3 separate regions of the Mus musculus genome follow, and regions 2 and 3 are each linked to region 1. Evidence: chromatin contacts called from public promoter capture Hi-C data. All regions are on one chromosome and are shown on one strand. Each heading gives the region's core, a stretch centred on a gene start, on an enhancer-like site or on the middle of the called end of the contact. The rest is flanking DNA. Distances are from core to core; before and after follow the strand shown.

Evidence for each region. Promoter capture Hi-C pulls out the DNA fragments that hold promoters and counts their contacts.
Region 2: a promoter capture Hi-C map of liver shows a contact between it and region 1, with 4 times the contacts expected there. The contact joins the promoter of Aifm3 here to the promoter of 4930588K23Rik in region 1. A contact is called at or near these places in 3 of 39 promoter capture datasets (hippocampal neurons and liver).
Region 3: a contact with region 1 is called in a promoter capture Hi-C map of pre-B cells, with 4 times the contacts expected there. The contact joins the promoter of Olfr171 here to the promoter of 4930588K23Rik in region 1. A contact is called at or near these places in 2 of 39 promoter capture datasets (the C10 cell line and pre-B cells).

Annotation. Positions count from the first base shown.
Region 1 is chr16:18,603,757-18,608,607 of GRCm38.p6, forward strand. It overlaps 4930588K23Rik (a long non-coding RNA gene), which reads left to right and starts at 2,906. Exons shown (of 2, transcript XR_384719.3): 1 at 2,906-2,967; 2 at 4,075-4,851. RefSeq lists enhancers at 1-873, 1-2,867, 667-873.
Region 2 is chr16:17,489,423-17,494,273 of GRCm38.p6, forward strand. Aifm3 (apoptosis-inducing factor, mitochondrion-associated 3) reads left to right here and starts at 2,499. Exons shown (of 20, transcript NM_001291070.1): 1 at 2,499-2,681. The coding sequence starts at 2,651.
Region 3 is chr16:19,622,219-19,627,069 of GRCm38.p6, forward strand. Olfr171 (olfactory receptor 171) reads right to left here and starts at 2,883. Exons shown (of 1, transcript NM_146958.2): 1 at 1,939-2,883. The coding sequence starts at 2,883. The coding sequence ends at 1,939.

The DNA of each region.
Region 1 (4,851 bases), core at 1,656-4,155:
GGGCTGTATAGCAAGATGAAGAGGTCTCACAGAAGCCCTCTGTGTGAGTCTTCAGAGGCCTATGTGGTGATAAGATGCACTGCTCCTCCATGCTGGCATGGGGGCAGGAAACCTGGGGTCTGGCTCAGGCTGGCAGAATAGAGTCAGATCTAAGGACCAAATATCAAGGACTGTCCGTGCGCACCAGCAGAAGCGATGTGGCTTTCCAGGATCACTTCCTGCCTAGCAGCATCCTATGAGACAGCCTGGAGAAGGGCCTGGAGTTCAGGGTCCCCCTGAAAAGGTGCAGGGAGCTCCAGGAGAGAACAGTTTTGCTGTCTGCCCAGCCCCTGGGTGTCCTCTCATACCCTGGCCTGGCCCTCCAAGCTCCCCAGCCTTGCTGGGCCCCCTGAATTTTCCACAGCCCTCATGCCCAGGCTCCATGAGTGAATTAGAGCTTAGTCCCTGCTCCAGCCGAACTTTCTCACATGTCCTACAGCCAGAGCCCAGGCCTCTCTCTGTCCACCAGCTAAGGAACAGAGTATGAGGCACTGGGGACCAGCCGTGCAGGCAGTAACCAGGCCTCAGCCCTCTTCCTGAGCCACAAGGCCAGGCTTGGGCAGGCAGCCCAGTCCAGCTGCCCCTGCTCTGGGCCCCAAGAGGGGGTCAGGAGCTCAGCACCACCCCTGTGGCCTAAATATAACCCGAGCAGGCGGCTGGCCGGGAATAGAGACCTCTGTCAGCCATGAGCAGGTGTGGTGGGAGGATAGTCATTGTGATTGGCAGCAGGGTGGGTGGGCGGGCAGGCAGCCAGTCACAGGTCATGTGAGTGTCCGGTGGCAAGACTGAGGGTGGAGCCTTGTGTCCTCACAGGACTGCCTGGTGCCCGTCTCGCCTGCTCACCCATGCCCCATGTCTAGGCTGCTGACAGGTTCTCAGGAAGGATGGACACCCAGCACACCAATCTGGCCTGACCTGGCCACTGTGGCTGGCCACATTCTGGTCTCATGGGGACAGACCTGGCCAACCAGTCAAGTGCCACCACTGAGCATATTTGAAGTCCTATCTCTGGTACTTCCCATTGTTCCTCTGTCCTTGACTCTGGAGCTTTCTGACCCCTGTACCCTCAAGACCCCTGCTACCCAGTGATTTTATCCTTATTCTCTTCCATGGCAACCCCCCACAGCCCCTGGATCTCCTAGACACCTTGAGTCCCTTGGCCACCTCCACTGCTTGGCCAGTGTAAGTGGACTTGTGTTACAGCCTCCAGCCTGGAGGTAAGGTCTTCTGAGCTCTGGGTCACTGGAGTAGGAGCAGGGCTCTAAAGCAGTGCATGCAGCTCGGCCCACCCATGTCCACTCTCAGACAGCATCCTGGACTCTGGGTCTTGTCAGGGCTTGCCTCCCAAGTCCAGCACATGCCCATCCATGTCTTCAGCTCCACGTCTCCCCAGCACGGGCCTTCTCTCCTCTTGTCTGTAGCTCAGACCATCAAATACACTGAAAATCACCCCTCGGATCTGGAAAAAAAAACAGAACCTTCCTGATTTCTAAGTGTGCCAAGACCCTGGCTCAGTGATGACAGCCACAGGGGCAGAGACGGAGGCAGCCTGAAGCACAGCAGGGTCTAGAGGTCTCAACTGCCTCTTCAGGAGCAGATGCAGATGGCAAGAGCAGGCTGAGGCAAGAGTCACTCAGTGTGCCCTAGACTGCTCTGAAGGGTTTCTTTATTTAGTAACGGGTGTTTGTCCAGTCTCTATAATGTACCTAGCCCTATACTCACCACGTGACTGAATGCCAAAATTGAGCCTTAGGAAGGAGCCACAGGGACTGTGGTCTGAGAAGAATCTTGAAGAGTTGGTCCTGTTTGTCTAGCTTCAGCAACCTTCTGACATCTCTTGAACAGCCCTGTGATGAGCAGATCCCTCCTAAGAGATGAACTGGGGAGCGATAGCCCAGCCGTGCCTGCTTTCCAGGGAGCTATCCTGAAGAAGAGTGAGCAGGGGGCTTGGCACAGCTAGACAGGGACTGACAGGTAGTCAGTCCCTCTCACTAGGCTCCTGGGACCCCAAAAGGAGGAACCCCAGCTCCTGGCCCTGCCCATACAGGCCTGGGTAGGGGCTGTGGTATGAGCTTGTTTGTTCTTCGGCCCGTCTTTCCAGTTTGGAGTCTGGGTGTACAAGTGGGGCCAGGGGCCTAGACACAAGGGAAGGGGCTCTGACAGGGTGTGGATGGGGAAGGGCGGGGCCAGGTGCTGCGCTTGCCTGCTACCCTCACCTACCACTCTGAGCTATCTGTTTCCCAGTGGTGCCCTGGATGCAGGGTCTCTGGAAGGGCCCCGGGTCTGGGAACCCTCTGACCTTAGGAGTCCTAATTAATTCAGTCTCCTCTGCTTGGTGTCTGTGGAGTTCTTGGCCTCTGTGTTCCTCTGAAGGGGACCAAGAGGGTCCCACTTTCTCCTCCTGGACCCCCAAGTCCTATACTCTGTGTTTTCTTCCCACCCCAACTACAACTTCCTAAGTACCTCTCTTACTTCCAACAGCATCCTGCCCTTTACTAAATATATGTGGAGAAACCAAGGCCCAAAGAATGAAAGATGTGGAGGAAGGAGGTGTCAGGGGCAGCTCTGGCTGCTGGAGACACTCTGGCTATGAGACACCTGGGGCTCTGGAGGAGTAAGCTCCTGTGGGCATTTTCCTGGCTCCAGATTGTCAGAGGTATGACTGCAGACACCACCACGAAGTTCTGGCCTGTGAAAAATTCAAGGCCCTGTGTAATTGGCTGGACCAGAGACTATGAACAGCATCTGTCCCCAGGGAAGGGAACAGGGCAGCAGAGGCTGATGTGAGTGCTGCTCCCACCTTCCTGCCAGTGACCCTTCCACCAATTTCAGAACTGGGAACCCCGAGGCCCAGAGGCCCTGCACAGTATGCAACCTCACAGCAAGGCAATGATGGTGGCAGGCCTGTCCTGTCTAAGGAACACAGAGGTGAGGGAATCCCCTTGACATAGGATGACAGTGTAGCCATGGTCAAGCTTGGCAGGTTGTGAAAATGGTAAAAGGAGGGCAGTAGAGCTGGCAAGTGATAGCCCCAGGTCAGTGGTGATTTCTGCCAGGCTTGTGAGGAAGTTTTCAGACTGACCAGGAGCCCCACAGGCAGGTACCAATGCTAGGATTCTCTCCAGGGTGTGCTCTGCTCTACCTCAGCCATCCAGAGCCCTGTCCTGTCTGCAGGTAATGGGTCAGAGCAGAGAGTTAAGGTGAGAATACAGCTAGATTGGCTTGTGGTCCCAGAAAGACTGCCCTTTCTTTCTGGGCCTTAGTTTCTCCATCTATAAGATAGTGAAAATTGCCCAAGAAGAGCTGTGACAGGCTCATGACTTAAGGGTAAGATTGTGAGCAAGCTCTGCCGATCAAGAAAACCAGATCTGCCGGGCGTGGTGGCATACGTCTTTAATCCCAGCACTCGGGAGGCAGAGTCAGGTGGATTTCTGAGTTCAAGGCCAGCCTGGTCTACAAAGTGAATTCCAGGACAGCCGAGTTCCAGGACAGCCAGGGCTACACAGAGAAACCCTGTCTAAAAAAAAAAAAAAAAGAAAAGAAAAGAAAACTAGATCTGAGGACTGTGGTCTGGGATAGCTGAACCTGCTAGTACAGTCCACCCTAAAAGAACCCCCAGAGTAGCCTTCCTCTCTTGGTGTGCCCTTGCATTCATGGCTGGACCAGTCCTGGAACATACTTTAAGATTAGGTCCTTTCTGGCCATGGTGGCGCACGCTTTTTAATCCCAGAGTTCCAGAGGCAGAAGCAGGAGGAGATCTGTGAGTTCCAGGTCAGCCTGGCCTACATAGTGAGACCCTTTCTCAAACAAACAAACAAACAAACAAACAAACAAACAAACAAACAAACAAAGTTAGACTCTTAGGTTTTGACTGCCCCAGCACAACTCCAGCTGCCTTGCCATGCACTGCCCTCCTCCAGTATGTTATGTTCTAACCTTTCAAGGCTGACTGGAGGGAAGGTGAACTGGGGTCAGGGGAGGGAGGGGACAGAAGTTTGGAGCCAAGACAAAGCTTCATGGCCCTCTCTTACCCAGGCCATGACAGGAAGAATCCTGCCCCGTGTTTCTGTCACTATGGATCAGGAAGCAGCACACAGATCACCACTTTCATGTCTGTAACCCCAATAGACATCACCAGTGGATCTCAGATCTCTTTCTTTACTGGATGGAAAGGCTCGGCTTAAGTTCCTCGGCTCAAAACCAGACCCTGGACATGGACGTGCTCACCCAGATGGTGCCTAGGTAGGGCAGCTGCTTGTTTATTTGGTCCTGGTCTGGAATGGATTCAAGACTTCTGATGGTCTTACCTGAGCGTGGAGACCTGGGAGAGGGACCGTCAGGTTGCAAGCCCCACAGGTCTCCTTCCCCTGTGCTCAAGGAGTGTCTTGCAGGGAGTGTCCGTAACTCCCTGCTGTCAGAAACTACCACCCAGGGAACAGAGCAGCAGGTGGGGGTCTGCTCTTCTGTGCTGGCCCTGCCCCCATGAGGCTGAATGGGCGCCTTGGTGCAGCTCCGGGGGCCCCAGAAACATTTGCTTTAAGTCTTAAAATATCAGGTTCCCGAATGGCGGGACTTCCCTGGGGGCTGGCAGCAGGCAGGAGGGATTTTGAGAGTAAGATTCCCTCTGGCTCCGCCCCATTGGCTCCGCCCCATTGGCCTCCACTGAAGCCAGGCAAATGTTGTGGGTAAGCCAACAGGGCTCCGACTGGGCTCCCATTCTCCTGCTGGAGGGAGCCTCCTACTCACTCGTCCATCTCAGCTTCTCGGATGCCCCTCTGTCCTCTTCACAATGTGTGCCCTGGTGGAGGCCGG
Region 2 (4,851 bases), core at 1,249-3,748, 1.1 Mb before region 1:
TTAACCCAAGCGCTCTGGAGACAGAGGCAGGTGGATCTCAGTGTGTTCAAGGCCAGTTTGCTCTACTTATGGGCTGCAGCTCCCCTGCCTCCCTGACTCAAACCCGGGCAGGTGGGCTAAGGGGGCGGGGCGGACGCCTCGGGCTCCAGGCCCGCAGTGTAGCCGCAGCGCCGGCCCCGCCCCCGCCCGCTCCGCCCTGCAGGCCGGCCGCAGCCCGGAGCGGATCCCGCCCGCCCGCCCGCGGCCACCAAGCCAGGTGAGCGCGCCTGTCCCTGTCCCGCACGCGCCCCGGGACAGCTCGCTCGCGGATTTCTACCCTGGTGGCAGAGTGAGGCACTCAGGAGGCTGCAGCGACCCCGGTCCTTGCTGCTGCTCCCCAGCACCCCTTTCGGCTCCCTGGAGCCCTCCCTACCTTGTGCTGGTCGGTTGGTTGGCTGCTGCTTCCAGCGAGGGAGCCGCAAAGAAGCCGGTAAGGGTGCTGGAAAAGGTTTCCGAGCCCAAGGAAACTGCACGTGCCAAGGCAGGGAGAGTGGACAGTAAGTTGGCGTTAGGGCCCCCGACAGGTGAATCACAAGCTGAGGCGCTCCGAGGCAGCAGTCTCCAGGGCCCCTGACGCCACCTAGGGCCTAGGATAAGCTGGGGGTTGGGAGTTGGGGGGACGGCCTCTCACTCAACACACACCAGGAGCGAAGAGTGGGACCTGGCATGGAAAAAGAAACAAGCTTCCTGCTGGCCTGCACCCAGGGGGGTCCCGGAGCCATGCGGAACCCTCTGTGAGGTGGGGGTAACTCAGAACCTGCTTCAGGTTGCTGGAGTTCCTGGGACATGGAGTGTCCACCCGATGTGTTTGTGCAGCGGGGCAGTGTTAGAACTTTTCTGGGCAACAAAATGCAGAGGTCTCTCCCCACAGGCCCAAGAAACTTTGTCTTTGAGTTGGAATCCCTGGCTCTAAGCTGGCCTTAGCACATCATAGGTGGAAGGCATGGTCCCCACCAAATCTCCCGCTAAGCCTGAGGCCCCAAGAATAAACTCCCGGAAAGGGAGGGACCCCAGATCCAAAAGCCAGTCTAGTCTGTTTGTACGATCTCAGCCCCAACAGGTGAGGGCTGAAACCAGACCGGAAAGAGGTGGGCAACGCTGAGACATGGGTGAAACCAGGACCTCTGAAAGGGTTCTCTGGTTCCCAGGAAGGGAGCTAGAGGGGCAGTTAGCAACTGAGTTTTATCCCTTGAGTTGTCTCCTCTTGCCCCGACAAGGGCCTTGGGTTCCTCACCTGTAATTTGCTTCGAAGGTCAGAAGCTAGCAGTGGCTGGTCCTTTCCCATTCTGTATTTCCTTCTTGACATGGGGACTGGGCTAACCTAGTGACTCCCAGCACGGTTCAGTGCAGGCTTCAGGAAGAATTTCCAGGTGACCCAGAGCCGACTGTTGGGTAGAATTTGGACAGATCAGTTGTAAACAGGGTAGTTACACCTTTGTCTTGAGCCTTCCAAAGTCCACATCTTCTAGAAGGCCCACCTATGGCCACAAGGACACAATGGCCACAGTGATCTGTTTACCAGGTAGTCTTGCTCTCCCGTTTGGAGCCTTAGAGTGACCTGAGCACGTCCCAAGGCCTTGCTTATCTTAGGATTTATTAGGGTGAGGAGTGGGGAAGACCACACAGATGCCCCTAACTGCTGCTTGACCTTGGTGAGACCTTGGACCCCAGTCTTTCTATCTTCTTCAGCACTGCACAGCCGCCTGAGGGGTGGGGAAACTTATGGCTGCTGGGCTGCTGGGCATGGGGCAGAGGCAGAGCTGTGCGCTTGGTTTCCCTCTTCCCCCAACCCCATCAGTCCTGGGCTGGCTGCCCGCTTTTTTCCCCACAGAGCTGGGTTTCCCTGGGGACCAGTGGCTTGGCCTAGCCCCACACCCACAGCCCCCTCCTGGCCACAACTCATGCTAGAAGGCGGGCTGGACCCTCCAGGACACTGGCCTTCCGTGCCCTGCTGACCAAGGCCCAGTAGTCTCTCTCCATTGCTGGGCTGGGAGCAAGGAGCAGTGACTCCCATGGAAAGAGGTAGGTGACTAGAGGTTGCTAGTCAGGGCAGTGGCCAAGGCTGGGCTGGGACCCTTGTCACTCTCAGTGGAAGAAGAAGGATTCTGGGGACTCTGGTTGTCAGGGTTTTCTGTAGACGTGGTGGTCTTATCTAGGGAAATGGAGAGTCTCAGAGTCTCCAGACTTGTGGGATTTAGAAAAGGGGAATCTAGGGCTAGGTCTATGTAGTCGCAGGTTTATGGGCAGTAGCAGATATTAGAGCACAGAGGGTCTCCAACAAAGGATGCAGTAAGGGGAATCTGAGGTTCCTATGCCTAGAAGCCTCAAAGGGAGACAGATGCCCTACAAACAAGATCTGCCCTCCTCATGTAAGACTCTTCCAGGATTCCTCAAAGATGCCTCTGACTCTACCCAGACCTGCATCAGTGCTAGGACCCAATTTCCCATCTCCCCTGCAGGTCCTAAAGCTGTCTAGCTGGCATGGCAGCTCTAGCGTCTCTGAGGGCCACAGGGGGTCCAGTCCTGCAGGGCACATCCTAGACCTTGGACAGCTGGACAGCCTGCCATCGTGCTCCCACCAGCCAGGCCAGATCCCAGGCCACCGTTCACCATGGGCGGCTGCTTCTCCAAGCCCAAGCCAGGTACCTCCCCTTCTCTGACAGCCTCCCCCTCCCTCTGTACTTCACCAACCTCCAAAGTAGGTCAGGCTAGGCAGGAGCCCAGAATGCTAATGCACTGCAGGCAAGAAGGGTAAAAACCTAGGAAAGCTCTCCTGGACTCCTCTCCTGTAGCATCCCCCTTTTTATTTGGGACTTTGGGTGTTAGTGGTGGGGACAACAGCTGATCCTTCTTAGAAAGTTGAGTCTAGAAGGTTCCTCTTATGCTGCGCAGAGCTAAGGGCTACTTCTCCATTCTGGAGAAGAGAGGCTTTGGGGGATGTTCTTAGCCACAGTGTAACCTCTTTGAGTCTCAATTTCCCTCTCTATAAAATAGAACTGGACACTGCCCTCTTAGGGTGACTGACAGGGTATCATGGACAGGTCCCTACTCTTATCATCCTGTGACATATCAGACATCATCTTGGCTTCTCTGGGCCTCATCTCCTGTTTTGTGTTTTTGTTTGGGTTTTTGTCTTTTGAGACAAGATCTCACTATGTAGACCAGGCTGGTCTCATACTCACACAGATCCTCCTGCCTGTGCCTTGCAAGTGCTAGGATCAAAGGCATGTACCACTCTTCTGTTTTCTCCATGTATATAGGAAATCTTGCCTAGCCCTAGAAACTCCAGCCAGGGGTAGGATCATTCCAAGGTACTACAGTACTTAGGATCTACCCTGCCAGGGGACTCATGTCTTTGGGTTTCTCCCTCAGTCTGCACATTCCTTCTACCCTAGTCGTAACATCCAGAAAGCAGAACCTGTAGCCATGACAGGGATGCAGAAACTGAGGACTTCAGAGCCCAGTGAGTGCTCCACCCACCCAACTTGCCCTGGCTGGCTCACTCTGCCAGCTTGCTCAGCTCTCCTTACCTGATACCCATCAGCTCGGTTACCTTGGGACTCATAAGACTTTTCTTCCTTTCTTGGGTCTGAGGTAGGACTTGGGGGAGAAAGCGGAGCTGTGACCCACCCACTGGCAGTATTGGTGAAGATTGTCCATCCTCGCCTGAGTCTGTGCCAGATCCTACAGCCTCTGCCATAGGTGCCCACTGTCTTTGTCTCAGTTTCTTCATAGAGTGGGCAGGAATGTGCCTGCAAGATCCCATGGGAGTCCCATACTGGGCACCTGAGGGACTGCTTGGCTGGCAGGACATGGTGGGGACAAGATGCCACTCAGTCTCAATGAGCTGGCCTAATCAGGGACCCCTGACTCAGCACTTCAGATCTGGAGCTAGCCATTATCCCCTGACCTGAATCTTGTCAGTTTGCTTTTGTAATTTTTTTTTTTAAGATAAGATTTCATCTAGCCCAGGCTGGCCCCAGACTCACTATGGGGTTGAAAATGATCTTAACTTAGCAGCCTCCTATCCCCCTCACTGGTGCTAGAACTGCAGGAGTGTACAATTATGATCACTTTTACTTAGTACTGGAGATAGAACCCAAAGCTTTGGGAATGCCAGGCAAACATTCTTCCAGTTATGATGTTTGGTTTTTTTAAAAAAATTTTTAAAGACTTATTTATTTTATGTATTTTATGTATGTGAGTACATTTTGCTCTCCTCAGAAGAGGGCATCAGATCCCATTACAGATAGTTGTGAGCACCACGAGGTTGCTGGGATTTGAACTCAGGACCTCTGGAAGAGCAGTCAGTGCTCTTAACCACTGAGGTATCTCTCCAGCCCTGTTTTTTAAATTTTTATTTTTATCATTTAAATTTTGTGTGTGTGTGCGTGTGTGTGCTCGCGTGTGTGTGTGTGTGCGTGCATGCGTGTGTGTGTGTGTGTGTGTGTGTGTGTGTGTGTGCGTGCGTGCGTGTGTGGGTGCGTGTGTGTGTGTGTGCGTGTGTGTGTGTGTGTGTGTGTGTGTATGTGTGCGTGTTTGAGTGTGTGAGTGAATGGAGGTGCATGCAGAGGTCAGGAGAAACAGGTGCCCTTGGACTAGGGTAATGGCTGTTCTGAGCCACCTGGCTGCTGGAACTCAAACTCAGCTTCTCTAGAAGAACAGTATGTGCTCCAGCACTGGTTCTGTTTTGTTTTTTGTTTGTTTATTTTTATTTTATAAAATGAGCATTTTTGTCTTCGTGTATATAAATGCATAGCATGTGTGCAATGCCTGTAGAGGCCAGAAGAATTCATCTGACCTCCTGAGCCT
Region 3 (4,851 bases), core at 1,633-4,132, 1.0 Mb after region 1:
AGTTCAGAGAGCCCTGAGGTGGAACTGACCTTAATGGCTCCTCCCTCAAGACAAGTCTTTGTGGCACCAGAGAAGTCATGAAAGCTTCCAAGGAAAGCAACCAACAGTCCTACACAGCTATGACACCTATGAACCACATCAATGAACAGCATGACATAATAACTCTTAGGGCAAAGTAGTGACAAACATACATTGGAAGTAACCAACAGCTGTCTTGTTGGACTGAAAAACCACTCGGCAAGAGATAAACCGTACCAAGCATTGGCAAACTAGCTAACTATTCAGTGGAACTGAAGGAAACCATCACTTTAGAAAAACAGCATAAACCCTTCAATAATCTAAACATCTGTCCTTATATAAACAGTTAAGTCTACTCTTCATCCCTCAAGAAATTTCTCTTTGCAACAGATGGAGATTATTACAGAAAACCACAACCAATGAAAATGCAAAGGTGTGGAAACTAGGTTCAACAGAGACACCTATGGTCTCTCAGCTAAAGTTCAGAGATCATTGCAAAAGAGAAGGTGGAAAAATTGTAACAGCCAGAGGAACAGGAAGGTTGTTGTGAAACTTTGTCTCCTAGTAATATCAGAGACTATATCCATAAAGCCTGGCCAGAATGACTACCTAAACATAAGCTCAACAATGGCAATAATAGACATGTCAGAGCATAACGGACACATGGACACAAGAAAAACTCATGAGAACTCAACTCTACACAAAGAACTAAAGGCAACTAAGGAATGGTTAGAGCAAAAGAAATAGTCTTCCCCGAAAAGACCATACAAAACAGTTATCTAATACCCAAATGTTCATCCCTGTAAACATACATCCAAGTAATATTAAACAGACTGAGCAGGTTATAAGTAGGAGTATATGTGTATATACATATGCATAATCCTAGAAGAACAATGAAAAGGAGGGTCACAAATTATAAAGACAGCAAGAGAGGTATGTGAGAGGGTTTGAAAGAAGAAAAGGAAAGAGAAAACTAGTGAAGTTATATAATGAACAAATATTTAAGTAAAAGTAAATAAATAAAAATGAGTTGAAAAATATTTAAAAATTTAAGGATCTAAAACAAATTGGTGAATGTCCACCAATTATATCTTTATATTATGTATTCTCATTTTATCATAGGTTATTTATTGATAGTTGCTCAAAATATTAGATGTGACATGTGTTGCATGTACCCTGGACAGCTCCCCCCTTCCCCAACTTTACCTGCTTTTGGGGGTGGGGAGAGAGAGACAGTGGAGTTGGCACAGAGCCAACAACACAGACTCTGGGAGCAGGTGAGAAATGTTACAGAAAGCTCATCTGAGCACTACCTCAAGCTCCTTTAATACCCTCCACCCACACCTCCATTGGTTTGAACAAAATATCTATTCTAAACAGCAGTTCCTGATTGGCTGGCATTATTTGTACCAATGATCCTTGTTCTCTGAGGCAGTCCTCAACTGATCCTCCTGCAGGAATGCTGGTATCACAGGCAGCCCTCAATAAGAAACTCCTGCAGAGGATCCTTTTGCAGCTACAGGGCCCCCAGCATTTACTAGAGGCATCTCTGCTGTTCCTGCTACAGATATGATTAAACATTTACCAATTAAAATATAGCTGTCTATTTTGTTGCAATTACTAAAATTAATTAATCAATTTTAATAGAAAAAAATTTTCCTTTGCATTAGTTTAGAAAATTGCTACAGTGGTTGGAACACATAATTCCAAAATATTTTCTATAAATACATTAAAAACATTTTGTCTTCTTAGATAATGTATATTGTTGCCTTACTACAGCACAGCAAGACTTTATCGTGGGCTTCTCTATACAGACATAAACACATACCTGGGTACAATTACTCATTACTCTGAAGTAAATATGTGAAACAAGCTTAAGAATGTGAGTCTACAAAACACAAAAATGAGGCATTTTTCTATTCATTCTTTATTCAGAATATTACTTTGGACTATGTTTTTCAAAGCCATGAGGACATCTTTATTCCGAAAGCTATAGATTATGGGGTTGAGTGTGGGTGTCAGGATGGTGTAGAATATTGCCAGAAACTTATCCTGCCCTGGAGTGTGGTATGAGCGAGGTCTCATATATGTGAAAATGAATGGCCCGTAGTACATTATGACAACTACCATGTGGAATAAACAGGTGGAAAAGGACTTTTGCCGGGCCCCTGATGAGTGCATTTGGAATACAGTGAGGAGAATTTGCACATAAGATATAGAGATCATGGAAAATGGGATCAGCAGAAAAATAATGCCACTCACATAAACGCCTCGTTCATAGTGTGTTGTGTCTATACATGACAACTTCAACATGGCAGGGACTTCGCAGAAAAAGTGATCAATGGCCCTTGAGTGGCAGAAGGGAAAGTGTAGTACAAAAGCTGTGTGGACTATGGAGTTGAGGATCCCCACCAGCCAGGAGCCTGCAGCCAGGAGCCCACTGAAGTTATCCCTCATCAGCACAGGGTAGCGAAGTGGGTGGCAGATGGCCACATATCGATCATAGGACATGACTGCCAAGAGAAGGCACTCACCACCTAGCAAGGTAAGAGAGAGAAATATCTGGAAGGCACAGCCTGCAAAGGAAATAGTTCTGCTGCCTGAGAGGAAGTCAGCAATCATTTTAGGAACAATGTTGGAAATGTGCAAGATATCCATGAAGGAGAGATGACTGAGCAGGAAATACATTGGGGTATGGAGTCGAGAATCCCTGTGGATTAGGAGGATCATGAGGGCATTTTCTGTTATAGTCATAATAAAAATGAAAAATATAACTGAGAAAAAAGTTAAGCTTATCTTTGAAGAGGAGAACAGTCCCAAAAGGATGAAGTCGCTGTTAAAAGTGTAGTTCTCACGTTCCATCATATTTCCTCCTATTTTACCTACAAAGAGATGGTTATTTAATTATGAAAAAGTTTTTAAATCTTGGACTTACTCATAAGTTTAAGAAAATTAGTAGATACGTAATTTGTGTTCACCATCAAATGTCTCATAGAGGATTTCAGAGTGGATGTGTTGTATGAATATATATACATATACATATATATATGTATATATATATATGTATATATATGTATGTATATTTTGTTGTGGCTCTAACAGATTTTAGTATCTAGTGTGGAATGTAGCTCTTTATATTTTAAATGTCATAACTGCACCTATTACATATGCCTTACTTTAGTCAGTCATTTATTGAGTAAAGCTTTCACAATTCCACACACTGTGTAAACTCCACTAGGGATTCCTTTGGGTGGGACTCTCTCTAGGACCTAGGCATTGTAAAATCATTCATTAATTAACTATTTGAAACACAGACTTTCCTACTCTTTTGCACTCACATCCTCCTTGAGATCTTGAGTGAAGAGAAATGATATCTGGTTATGAAAGGAAGGAAGGAATAATAATGACAGCATGAATTGTGTGGGTCATTTCATGTTGAGCTTAATTAACACAATAGAAAAAAACTGCCTGAAGTAAGTTATAGAAACGTTCAATACTTCTTTCAAATGACTCCATGACTAAACATCAGTGTGCCTTTTTGTTTCTGATAGACAGACAGACAGACAGACAGATGGAGAGACAGATACAGACACAGAGTGGCAAAACAAAGATGGAGGCAGAGATTCTATATATACTTAAAAAGTTCCTTTTCATGAAATGTTTGTTAAAATTCTTAACTTTCACAGTTCTTTATTGACCCTGCTAATCTGCACAGGTGGATTAGCTGATTTTTACCTGAGAATCCACTTACAGGACTCACTTTGAGTCAGGCTGTGAATAGCTCATTACTGAGTAATGTTCCACTTAATTCACTTTTAAGTTACTTTCTAGTTTTAGGCACAGCTATATATCAACATCTTATAAACTATATAAGCTTTACTGCGTTCTATCATTTGCCTTTATTTCATTTAGTTACTAATATGTATGTGCACACTTTCATATGTCCACATGATGTGGGGAACAGAAGGGGCTGGAAAACCAGATCTTTAGAGTCAGTTATCTCTTTCTATGTCTTAAAAATTATATTTGGCATTATAATATAATTATATTATTTCCCCCTTCCTTTTCCTACCTCCAAAACCCTCCTTAATCTTTTTCAAATCTAATCAATGACTTCTTTTTTTAAATAATTGTAGTTTTGTGGAGGCAAGGGTCTAATAATAAATATAATGTTCTATGTCTGGATACATGTATGTTTGTCTTCAGAGATTATCACTTAGAATTGGGTAACTAGTGAGCTCTTCCCTGAAAGAGACTATTTCTCCAGCTCTCAGTATTCCTTATTTGCCTGTTTATGTAGGGCTGAGGGCTCCTGGGCTTTGCCCTGTCCACAGTAGCATGCTGGTTGGTGCTGTCACTCCCTGTATATTAAGTGGGTTTGGGGTTCCTTAGAGAAAAAAGAATTCAACATATTGTATGAAAATTTCTGGGGCAGTTTCACACTAAGATATACACATGGATATATGCTTATAAAAGCAAACTGGCACTCCTGAGTTAGCTAGTAAGCTGATTACAAATTCATTTTCCAACAACTGATTTGTTTGTTTGTGTTGTGTTTGTGTGGTGTATGTATGTGTGGGGCAGTGGGTGCCCTTTTACAACTCTAGTTATATTCAATCATTGCAGAGTGACCTACACTTTTTACTGACAGCCAGATTTAATAAGATCATACATTTCACAGTGTTATCAAATTCATAATGCCAGACGCTGAGCTATTACAATAAATTCCATCTAATAGCCTTCCCCCAACAAAGCCATGACTGAGTATTTATAGCTCTAGAGCTCATAGATTCAGAATGTTGTCATTCTGTACAACCTAGAAAAACTCCAAAT